2 separate regions of the Ovis aries genome follow, and region 2 is linked to region 1. A link is a contact called in public Hi-C data. All regions are on one chromosome and are shown on one strand. Each heading gives the region's core, a stretch centred on a gene start, on an enhancer-like site or on the middle of the called end of the contact. The rest is flanking DNA. Distances are from core to core; before and after follow the strand shown.

What was found. A called contact is a pair of places that touch in the nucleus more often than the background predicts.
Region 2: a contact with region 1 is called in a Hi-C map of hypothalamus, with 5 times the contacts expected there. The contact joins the enhancer-like site here to the promoter of CCDC9B in region 1. A contact is called at or near these places in 9 of 16 Hi-C or Micro-C datasets (blood, hypothalamus, liver and 3 more).

Annotation. Positions count from the first base shown.
Region 1 is chr7:34,159,369-34,165,315 of ARS-UI_Ramb_v3.0, forward strand. It overlaps CCDC9B (coiled-coil domain containing 9B), which reads right to left and starts at 2,874. Exons shown (of 11, transcript XM_027971678.2): 1 at 2,741-2,874; 2 at 1,833-1,946; 3 at 1,451-1,549; 4 at 724-879; 5 at 509-634. The coding sequence starts at 2,752.
Region 2 is chr7:34,237,001-34,242,966 of ARS-UI_Ramb_v3.0, forward strand. It overlaps IVD (isovaleryl-CoA dehydrogenase), which reads left to right. Exons shown (of 12, transcript XM_027971680.3): 12 at 321-2,208. The coding sequence ends at 454. Among named protein-coding and RNA genes, the nearest start is that of IVD, 13 kb to the left of the region's middle. Within about 2 kb of position 3,256, at least 16 of the 54 cell types and tissues checked have an H3K27ac peak or open chromatin away from gene starts, as enhancers often do. A contact at or near this core is called in hypothalamus and muscle, where this site is marked.

The DNA.
Region 1 (5,947 bases), core at 1,624-4,123:
CTGTTTGCCATAGGCATGGTTTCCATCCAAGGTTAGCTGTGTCTTTGAGGGAAGATGACCTCTTCGTTGGTCATTTCCTCATCTGTGAAATGGGGATAATAAAAGTGCTATCCACGGGGTTGTTGCTGGGGTGTGTGGTCAGGCGGAGGGTGGAGGGACACCCAGCTGCTGGGAGCAAGAGCCAAGACTAGGGACTGCTGCCATCTAGAGGTCACACCTGGCACGCGGCCAGTCTCTCACACCCTAGACCCACCTCCAGACCCCACCAGATTGCACCAGAGGTCCAGGAGGGGTTAGGGGCTGGGACACGTCTCTCGCTTGCACTGTCTCTCACTGCATGACCCACCCGCTGTGGAGACTGGTCAGAGAAGGGAAGAAGGAGTGGGAATTCTTGCAGGTGCTGCCTGGGTCACGTCTCCCCAGATGGGGACATATGCGACTCAGCTTCCATGCCTCTCCCAAATGGGGACCACCACGTTCATGTCCCCACCCCTTCTTGGGGAGGTACCCTCCGTGCAGAATCTGAGCTGACGGCCGGTGGCACGGAGGGGCTCCGGCCCACGCCTGCTGCAGGTGATGCTTCTGCTCCCTGGTTCCGTGCCCTGGTGGGCTTCTCACTTACGATCCGCTTGGCCTGGGGAGGAAATGTTGGGCAGGGTGGCGCAGGCAGGGAAGAAGCGGAGGCTTCCTGGCTCACAGGCTTCCCCTACCCACCCTGCTCACCTCGGCTTTGTTTTCCATGGTCACGGCCAGATCCACCCGCTCCCCCAAGCAGAAGGTGCCAGTGTGGGCCTCTGCCTGCTCATCCTCAAGCGTCTCACTGGCTGCTCCAGGTCCAAGGGCACTCCTCACCCAGTTCCGGCTGACCACCCGCTTCCCCTGCAGAATGAGGTGCCATGCCGTGAGACCACATGGGCAGCACTGGGCAGAAGTTGGGGGTTGGGTCCTTTGGGTGCTTCCCCAGGCTGGGTTCCAGCCCTGGCCCTCCCTGGAATGCCCACTGAGGAGCTGCCTCTGTGAGGCGTTCACATACCAGTGGCATTAGGTTATCCAGGCCTGGGGCCACCCAGGGGCCCAAGACGCCACAGTGGCCCATCTCTGAGCTGGGAAATCCAAAGCGCTCAGACAACGAGGCTCTGTTCTCAGACGCTGTTCCTGGCATTCAGCCCCAACGTCCCTGTGCCCTGGGACTTGGGGTTTAGGGGCAGCCTGTGCGTGGGGGCACAGGTGCAGAGCTCTGGGGCTGGAAAAGGGCATGGTCACCTTCCAACTGTGGCTCTTTGGGGTGGGGGCCAGCAGTGGCCTGGGCTGCATGAGGTTGGTAGGTGCGCCACTGAAGAGAAGTGGGAGAGGCAGAGGAGCAGGGGCGGCTGTGCTCCCCCGGCACAAGCTGGGCCGCCACCTCCCTGCCACCCCACCCTGTCTCCCGGGTGGGTCTTCCTCCAGGAACCTGGCTGACGGTGACAGTGAGGCCATCAGGACGAAGGAGCTCCGGTGTGGTCACAGCCATGCCCCCCTGCTCTGCCTGCCGCCGGTCTTCCTGGATCTCCTGTGGGAGGGCCCCGGGGTCAGCACAGGCCACGGCCCCCCAGAGGCACAGATACACAGACGCCGACAGGCCTACACAGAGAGACACCAGTGGGACACCAGGGGGCAGACACACCACATCACAGAGTCCCCAAGACCCTCGCAGAGCCTCTGAGATGGAAGACACCCACCCTCACCCCGGTCTCAGACCCATGCCTGCAGGGAGAGACCACCATGCCGGAGTCTGCAGGTCAGCCTAGGAGTGCTGGCCCAGTCGGTCCTCCCGCCTGGCTCAGCCCACTCACCTGGTACCTGCGCAGCAGGGCCTGGTTCTTCTTGCGAAGGGCGACTATCCTCCGGTCCAGCTCTGCGTCCTTCTCTTCCTGCTTGCTCATCGGGGACTCAGCCCCGTGAGGCCCCTGCAGAGGGCAGGGGCCCAAGCTCCTGACTGCTGGGCCCATCCCTTACCAGTTCCTCAACTTTTATATCCGCCCATTCTACCCTATTCTTACCACCCAAGGAACAGCCCCAGACCCAGAGCTAGGGCCGCGTGGGGAGTCAGCTCATGGAAGGCCGTAAGCCCCCACCCTGCTAGGCCCATCTGCCATCTCCCTGCGTCCTCTCGGGGGGCTCAGGTCAGAGCCTCATGCCCAGGCCCGCAGCTCCCAGCAGTGGCTGCCCCTCCCCCCGGCTCTCCAGGGAGCTCAGCTGCGGAGCAGAGCCCGGAATGGGAGTTATAAATGGCTCTGGCAGCGGAACCTGCCGTGACTGGGAAGTTGCCAGGGGATTCAGGAGGTCGAGGGGGGAGCTGTTGGGCTCCCAGGCCGAGAACCACAGTGAAAGGAGAGGACCCTGCTCTGTCCTGGGCTCCTAGGCCATGGACCCCACTTCTCAGGCCTGCGCCCAGCCTGTGGGAAAGAGCCGCTCCCACAGGCCCAGCCTTTCCAGGCTGAGAGCAAGAGCTGCCGGCAAGAGTCAGCTCCATGGGTGGGCCCCACTGCGGAGCCCCCCAGGCACACAGTGATCCCTGGGTCCCTCCTTGTCTGGCTGCAGGGACTCCTTCGTGGCCGACACCCCTGCCCAGCACCCTCCCCTCCCGCCTAGGCACAGCCCTCTTCCTCCCGGGCCCAGCTGTCCCTAGCTGCCCTCAGAGTGTGGCCGCCTGGCGTCCCAGCCCCAAGAAGCCCCCCGCCAAAGGCAAGGTGCCACTCACAGCTGAGTGCATGGCAACAGCGGGCACGGAGAGAATTCCAGAGCAGTCCTGGGGGGAGCTAGAGCGGGAGGGAAGCCGGAGCCACCGGAGCTGGGCCTCCCTCCACCGGCCTCTCCCTGCCGGCTTCACTGCTCAGCACACGAGATCATGTTGTGATTACAAAAGGCTTCTCTGGGCTCCCAGCCAGGAACGCCGCGGCCACCGCCCCCACCATCCACTCTCAGAGGGCGAGGACCAGGGCACCGGCAGGCAGCTGGCCCTGCCCAGCACCTCTCCGTGCCCCGCCCCAGTGTCCCCAGGCAGACTGGCAGGGACTTCTGCCTGGCAGGGCGAGCCCACACAGGGGGCCTCATGCTCCAGTAGGACCCCAGCCTGGGCCTGCCTGCAGACAGATGGGCAGCTGAGTAGGTCTCTGTCCCTCCCATTAGTGGAGAGAGGCCTATAGTCCAGTCCATTGCCCTCCCTGGTCCGAAGGCCTCTGCTCAAATGAGTGTCCCCTGGCCCCTCATTCTCCTCATCAGTTCTGGAAGAGTTCATCTCCCCTAGGCCATCAGGTACTACCGCATACCTAAAATAACACCATTAGTCATTCATTCCTTTGGGTTCAGCGTTGTCTTCCCTGTACTTTCAAGTACAGTTACTCCTGGGATGCTCAACTGTCCAGGTCACCGCTTGGTGCGGGGCACCTCCCTCAGGGCCCATGCCGCCACAGCTCAAGCCTGGACAACAGCCTTTCCCCTTGGCTCCTGCTTGGGAGCCCTTCCTGGCCTTGCTTTCCAGGGCTGGCCCTCTCAGCCTCTCTGACCCTCAGACTGGAAGCAGCCTTTTCTGGGAAAGTCTCCCCCCAGATCTTGCCGGTACACCCGAGGCTGCTGTCTCTGCCCTGGACAGCAGCTTGCCTGGCAATGCCACCCCTAGTGCCTCTGAGACCAGGAGTTTGGGGGTGCCAGGGGGAGAGGTGGTCTCTGTATCAGGAGCACCTGGGATCTGGTTCTCTAGTAACAGGTCCCCGACCTCCAGGCCCTGAAGGATAGGTCAGAGGTTCCTGCATTCCCCCTCAGCCCTGACTGACCGGGATCTATTTCCCTAATCCCGTGGACAACTTGTCCCTTCTGTCTCCAAAGCAGAAAGCCCTGCTGCCCTCTCCTTCCTACCCAGACCAGCCCAGGCAGCCAGAGATCCAACCCTGCTGCCCTTGAACCACCCCTTCCTATCTGCCCTCCCCTGCGCACCACACTGAGCCTCTTTCCAGGCCAGGCCTTGGAGCAGCGCCGCTGACCCGGCAGCCGATCTCCGCCACCCTAGAGTTCCCATCCTGCTTGGAAATGCCACTGGGCTCTCTCTTCCTTTCGTGCCGGATGTTCCCACTGAGTCAGACTCTGCATTCCCAGCTACAGTGACGCACCCAGGCTACACACACACACACACACACACACACACACACACACACTTCTTCTCCTACCCTCTCCACGTGCTGCCTACTGAGTTCCAGTCTAGTCTCTGACAGCTGGAGCACGGCCCTGGTGGGGTGGCAGTCAGGCCTCCTGTCACCTGGCCCATGCCCTGTGTTTGGAGCTGGAAGGCCCTTAGAGCACCAGCCTGGGAGTGAAGGATGCAGCTGAGACCTAATGTTCCCCATGATCTTTGGAACCCAGGTCTGGGGAGGAGGAATGGAGGTAGAGGAGACGAGGTCTGCTTTCCCCATTGCGCCTGTTCCCAGCCAGGGTGGGGGCCAGACAGCAGTGAGGAGCAGCAGGCTGGGTAGAAATCCAGTCATCCTGCAGGGTGGGCAACCCAGATCTCTAGAAGGGCCTGCAGGAAAAGATTCCCCTAACCTCATGGCAAAGGCCTCTGCATCTAGCAGGCTGAAGGCCCATGTGACCAGGACGGACCAATAGTCAGACAGCCCCACGGCTGCGGGCCACTTGTGTCCCAAGTGTTACTCACACAATGTCAGCCTCAGAGCAGCCCCCATATTCTCCTATTTTCTCCAGAGTCTGTGGTGTGCCTGTCTGCTCCCTACTGGAGAGAGGCTCTCTAAGGGCAGGAATGGTGTACTGAGGGCCTCTAAATCCCCAGGGCCTGGCACAGTGTCCCTGAAAACTACAGTGCCTTCCTGGGGGCCTGCAGAATGAATATATGAGTGAGTAACCCACGCCGTCCTGCGCATGGCTCTGGGTACCTGTGCTTCGACTGGGGCTGCTGTTCCCTGCACCCAGAATACTCGCAGCCCTGAGGGAGGAGGTGGCCGGTAACGTCGCTAACTGTGCATTTCCTTTCCCTGTCTGGAGAAGGTAGGGCGTGACCAGCCTAATGGTCCCCGGTATAGGGGATCGGGACCACGCCGCTATTAGTCTGTGTGACCACTAGGGGGCAGCAGGCCTTCAAAAAGCCTGGTTGGAGGTGGGGAATGGCTCTTCCCCGGCTTCTGCTGCCCCCTCCTCTCCAGCAAGTCTGAATCAACCCCGCCTCCCAGCTCCATCAAGCTAGCGAAGTCACACAGGCTGTAGAAGCCGCATTTTATTGGTGATGAGACGGGAGAGGTAGCACCCAATACCTGGGCTGCTCAGCCTGTTTGTGGCTCAGAAGAAACCAGCTGCTAGACATCCGCCTCCTGCCCGTTGTTCTTCTGGCTGCTACAACAACATTGTTTCTGCTGACCCCTCCTGCTGTGCCCTCCCTTTCTTTGCCCAGGAATAGGCCCATTGTCCCAATACCTCAGCCACAGGTCTAGGTCATGTCTCTTCTGTGGCTGGTTCACCACCGTCTCAGGCAGCCTGCCAACTGGGCCCATAGCCATAACTACCCACCTCCAGCACCTTCTTGGATCAAGAAACTGCTGTTACAATTCCTACTGACTAGAGATTTAGTTTAGGCCTCTCAGCTCAGGCCAGGCCTGGCCCTGGGTAAGGAGGACTCAGAGGACGTGATGTAGGGGCAGATGGATGAGCTCTTGTCAGGCTCCCGCTGCCAGGGACAGTCTGGGCCCCATGGCTCCAAGAACACACATGCCAGAGCAGTTGTTGTTGTTGTTGTGTCCGATTCTTTGTGACCCCATGAACTGCAGTACACTAGGCTTCCCTGTCCTTTACCATCTCCTGGAGTTGGCCCAAACTCATATCTATTGAGTCGGTGATGCCATCCAACCATCTCACCCTCTGTTGCCCCACTTCTCCTCCTGCCTTCAATCTTTCCCAGCATCAGGGT
Region 2 (5,966 bases), core at 2,006-4,505, 78 kb after region 1:
CTGGCTTTGTGGCTGGTGCAGATTACTTCCCCTCTCTGGGCCTGGCACCCTGTAAGCACTATGCAGTAGTTTCTTCCCCCTGCCTTCTCCATGTCCGCCAGTGGTTCCCCTGCCTCTGCCTGGCGTCCTCAGCACTCTTGAGTGGCCTTCCGGCCACCCCCCATCCCCGGCCACCCTCCCTCTCACCACCTTTTGCTGCTTCTCTTCAGTCTCTCCTCCTGGCCCATTTCTAGATGCTTGATCTTGTTTGCTTCCCTTGCTTTGCCCACTGCCTATCACTTTTCCCATTGTCTTTTTCTCTGCCCCATCCATGGCTGCAGGTGGCAATGGCTACATCAATGACTTTCCCATGGGCCGCTTTCTGAGAGATGCCAAGCTATATGAAATCGGGGCTGGGACCAGTGAAGTGAGGCGGCTCGTCATTGGCAGAGCTTTCAATGCAGACTTCCGCTAACCCCTAGACCCTTCACCCTGCTTCCCAGCACCTTGAGGCCTTTCTCTGGAAGGACAGCTGCCGCAGGTCTCCTCCCAGCAGGCCCCACCCACCGGCTCAGAAGTGTGCAGTGACTTAACAAGGAGTCCTCAGGAAACAGGCTGGCTTCTCTGGGGCTTTGGTGACTGTGCCCTTGCTCTCTAACTTCCAAGCCTGGTGCTCCCCCTCCCAGGAGGGGCACCTTTTCCTTGGATGAGCCTGTGTCAGGGAACCCTCTGCTCAAGTACACCAGAAGTATTACCAAGTTCATTAATTTGAACTTGGTAGTCTCTTTTCTTTATGGGGAAAAATACCCACAAAACCCAGCCTTTGTTTCTACCAGTTTCTATGAGGCATTAACTTTCATCAGTGTGTGAGTGGGAACTCCCACTGCAGCCTCCTCCGTCCCTCATTTTTTAGAGCTGGAATTCCATCACTCTGGGGCAGAGCTCTAGGAACAGGCATTTCAGAACACCTGTGCCACCCAGAATCCACAGTGGGCAGAGGTCTGCATGCTCGTGAAGGCTGGGCTCGATGCCTCCAGCACTACCCTGCCAGTGCCACTGTCCATTCCTGGCCATGTGACAGCCCCCAGCTGACTGGGCAGCAGGCCTGGGTTGGCTGGCCCGACTCCAGCCAAGGCTGCCTGCACACATGTCTCTGGACACCCTGTGGCTATTTGTTACCACTCCACAGTGGCTGCTGCCATTTTGTATTAAACATATCATGAAGCAAACCCATCTGCTTCTAAACTGGTGTTTTGGGAGAGAAGCAGTCTACTTGTTCCTGCCTTCTGTCTGGCTCCAGCCCTGTGTCCTTGGAGCACAGCAGATCCAGGCCCTGCTTCCGGCCTGCTCACTGGTGATGGGAGACACAGGGGTGGAATCAACCCACAAGAGAGAGGAGTACTCAGTCCCCCTTTTCCAGATCTTGCAGTGATTTTTAAAGAAAGGAGGGATCCCAGAGTGGAAAAAGTCTTGGAGCCAGAAGGAAACTTATAAATTGCCAGAAACTATCCCCGTGTTTTTTTTTAAAAGACCAAGACAATTTGGTTTTCCCCAAATCAGAACTGGAGTTAGAATCCAGATCAGCAGAAATAGGGGTTCTGAGAATGCCAGCATGGAGCCCCACTTGGGGCTTGGATGGAGCACAGTCAGGGTATGACAGTTTTGGGTTGTTCCACCCCATCTGAGTTCCCTAAAAGACCTGGTTTTCTTGGTCCGCAGCCCAGCAGCGCCTGTTCTGACTTTTGGTCCTGGCCTGTAGCCAGGAGCTGTTCCCAGCCTGATGCTTGTGACAGGTGCTATCGGTTCCTTGCCAACCCCAGCCCAGACCTATGCTGAGAGGCTTGTGGCCCTGTCCCTTTAGTTTCCCACCCTGCTCCCTACTGTGCTGGAGATGAATGTGGCTAAAATGGTGGTCTTGCTGGGCTTAAAATGTAACTGGGGACTTCCCTGGCAATCCAATGGTTAAGACTCTGTGCTTGCAATGCAGTGGGTGCAAGTTTAATCCCTGATTGGAGAATTAAGATCCCACATGCCGCATGGTGCAGACAGAAAATAAATAATAATAAATTTTTCAAAATAATAAAGTGTGGCTGGAAGCCCAAAGACGTCAGAATGGGGTATTTCAGCCAGTCAGTGAGGATAATGTAGCTCTGCCTCCAGCGTGGGGAGAACAATGATTTTCCAGATGCTGTATGTGAAATAAAAATATTTTAAAGTAAAGCCAAAAAAGTGAAGTCTGAGTCGTGAACAATGGGAAAGCAGGGGCCACGCGGTTCTTGGAGTGTGGGGTTGATTACATGCGTTGTGCAACTCTGCAGCACTAGCTGCCAGCACCTCTCCTTCCTGGGGCTGCCTCCTTCCACTCCAGTTTTAGGCAGGTCACTATCAGCCCAGTTCCCGTGCTGACGACCATCCTGTTCTTCGTTTTCCTACTTGCCTGTCTGTCCTGATGGCAACAGAAGCTAAGGGAATGGTTTTCCAAGTGTGATCTGGGCACACACCCTTTGTCAAAACTTGGCAACCTGTTAAAAAAAAAAATGGACTCCTATATGGACCCCAGCAGAGAAGGCAATGGCACCCCACTCCAGTACTCTTGCCTGGAAAATCCCATGGACGGAGGAGCCTGGTAGGCTACAGTCCATGGGGTCGCACAGAGTCGGACACGACTGAAGCGACTTAGCAGCAGCAGCAGCAGCAGCAGCAGCATATGGGCCCTAGGCCTAATCACACCTCCAGGGATAATGAGGAGGTACAGGCAACCTTTTAGAACAGCTGAGCTGGGGCCTAGAGGACATGCTTCCAGCGGCCTGAGTCCCAAACTCATAACCTGGTAATGATGCTTCTTCACCTATATAAATATTTCAAGTCTCATTTTGACATACTAACTCCTTGATCATGACAGTCCTATGCAAGACACAAAGTTGGCGCCGGGCCCGCTTCCGGAAGACGGGTGAGTTGCCCACCGTAGGCGAAAAGACCGTAGGTGAACCGGCCACGCCCAGACGTGGAGCCAAGGCTGGTGTCAGTCAAGCGTGGGGGACTGAGAAAGGAGCGCCTCTTTTTGATTTGGGGACGGACACCCAGTCCACGTCCGCCTGACGGAACCGAGACCCGGGACCCTCAGTCGAGAACCTCAGGCTAAGGCAGGTCCAGGGTGCAGGGTCCAGGGCCCTCCCTCTGCCAGATCGTCTCACCAGAGGCGTCGCGCGCACCGCGGAGCTCGGCTCTGGCTCGCGAGCTCGGGCTCGGGCGCGGCTCCACCAGCCCTGCGTGGAGCTCTCCTGACCCCTGTCGGCCGCTCGCCACAACTGCAGGGTGCTTGCGACTGGCGGCTCCCAGCCTCGTATCTCAAGATGCATAGGGCTCAACGACAGCCTACTATTCTCTATCTTGTATCGCTTCATACAAGAAAGGCCACTTTTTATCCATTTAAAAAGAACATAAATTCAGAACAAAGGCCGGTTTGGGCGGGGGTGGGGGTTATTTGTTTTATGTGAATGGTTTTTGAACTATGATAATTTAAAGAAACAAAAACTGCAAACCCTCCCCTCCACCCAGTTCCACGGTGAAACTCCTTTTGAATCTTTAAGAGCTTTCAGTTGGTAATTCACTTCATGCTTTTAAGCGATATGGCTACTTTACTGGTTTGATTGCAGATAGATCTTTAAAGTGCACACGTTTGACTGATGAGAAGTTCACTACCTGCCTCATGTCCACAGGCCAGCATGTGGGGCCCTGGGATCAGATGATTCAAAGCCCCATCCACATTTCTGGCTGTCCCTGCCTCTGCCCACACTAGTCCCAGAGGGGAGCCCTGTGTGACACACCTGGTCACTCTGGCAAGGAGCTGTTCCTGAAAATGGCCTCTCCTGCACCCACCACCCACTCTCAGACACAGCTAGCCTGTCAGAATAGTTCTTTGATCCACATCAACCTGACAACTTGCCTGTCTTCTTCCAATTCATACACCTCAACCCTTCCTCTGTATTGAGCTATTGTAACTATCAAGCTCCCCTAAAGCCTCCAGTGGCTCCCAGCACTTATAAGATCTAAGGTTTGCAAGGCAAATGTGACCCTGATCTGCCTTGGCCATCCCTTCCAGCTGCTCCTCTCCCATCCCTGCTGAGTACTTGTATTCTGGCTGGAAACAGTCCTCCTGACACTGTTTCTTACCCTGTACCTTTGCTCCAGCTTATCCCTCTGCGGAGGATGTCCTAGCCCTTCATCTTGGTCTTGTTTCCTCATCCCTGAAGCTTCAGTTCAGGGACTGCCTCCTTCAGAAAGGCCTCCCTTCTCCAACCTTTCCTAGTCTTCTGTCCCCATCTCACCCATTCTGAGTGGGACCTCTTCCTGCTTCTCCTGGGCATCTCTACATCAGGGGCTTTCCCCACTGTCGTATTTATCTCATCTGTGTCTGTTCCCATGCATTAGACTAAGAACTTAAGGGTCAAGGTTGTGATTGAACTGCCTTTTTACGTTCACTATCCAGCACAGTTTCTAGCACATAATAGCTGTTCAACAAACATTTACTGAAAGTGCAAATGAGAGGTCATGTGATACTTAGCTCACATTTTGCCTGTATTGATATCATAGTTATTTGTATATGTGATTACCTCTGTATATGGTACAGATCTTTGAGGTCAAAGACCATTTCTCACTTATCTGAACCCTCCCAACAGCACCCAGTACTCACAGTAAGTGCTCAGTGGCTATGTTCATGCTGAATGAGTGAAACAACAGGTGGGCCAGAGCCCTGGCCTAATCCCCAGAGTTGGCAGAGACAGCAGAGCCAGCCGGCCTCGCCTGGCCCTGCTTCCCCCAGGCCTTCCCACTCTGGAGTAGCAGGGCCCAGCTGCAGAGGGAAGGCCCTCACCTCCCATAGTCCTCTGACCCCCTCAGAAACAGAAACGAACTGTGATGAGGGACCCCGGCTCCATCTCTGCCAGCTGAAGACAAGCGTAGAGATTGGATATGAAAAGAGGGCAGAGTCAGGGCACACGCCATCCTTTTTTTTTTTTTCTTAAATAAAACATATAGTATTGAATATATACAGAAGAGTATATAACATGTATGTATGCAGTGTGAAAAACAACAATAAACTCCTTTGTACCCAGCACCCAGGCCAATGAAGAGAACATTCTGAGTATTTTAGGAGCCTGTGTGCCTCATGATCCTGAATTTAGTGACAGTCCTCTCCTCACTTTTATGATTTCCTCCCTCTGTTTGTCTCCCTTAACAGTATTATTTTGATCATCTGTTTAAGCTTTGTGCAATGGGACTCATATTAAATATATTCTTCTGTCTTGCTTCTCTGGCTCATCATTGTGTAGTTTTTAAAGATTCATTCCCGTTAATGAGTGGAGCTTTAATTTGGTCACTTTTGCCCTGTATCATATGTTTCATTGTGTGAAACTACAATTTAATTATCCATTCTTGTGTTGATGGACACTTGGGTGGGTTCCAGTTTGGGGCTATTCTAAAATATTCTGTATGTGTCTCCTGGTTTATGTGTACAAGTCTCCAGGTACATTCCCAGGAATGGGATTTCTATGTTGTAGGTATACGTGATCACCTTTATTAGGTAATTCCAAATTGTTTTCCAAAGCTGTTGTATGCCTATATTTTTTACAGTGATGCCACCAGAAGTGGCCCAAGGTACAGGTGGCACACCAGCCCCGTGGCCAATACCATGAGCTTCTTTTCAGCAAAAGGAATAGTCAGATAACAAAAGACTGTGCATCACTGCTTTCCTGCCCAGGCCTATAAGCCATAGTCAACAAACCTTTATGGACAAGCTGAGAATCATGCCCTGGACCAGCACTGAATTAGCACAGACCAGCCTCAGAGAGGGACAGTTTTAGTTTCACTTACTCTGCCAGGCAGCCTGATGTAGCTTTACCCTGGAAGACATGGAAGAGTACAGGCTAAACAGGTAAGTGGGAGTTGTCTTGGAGAGAGGAACGATATTCCAGGCCCAGGGATATCTC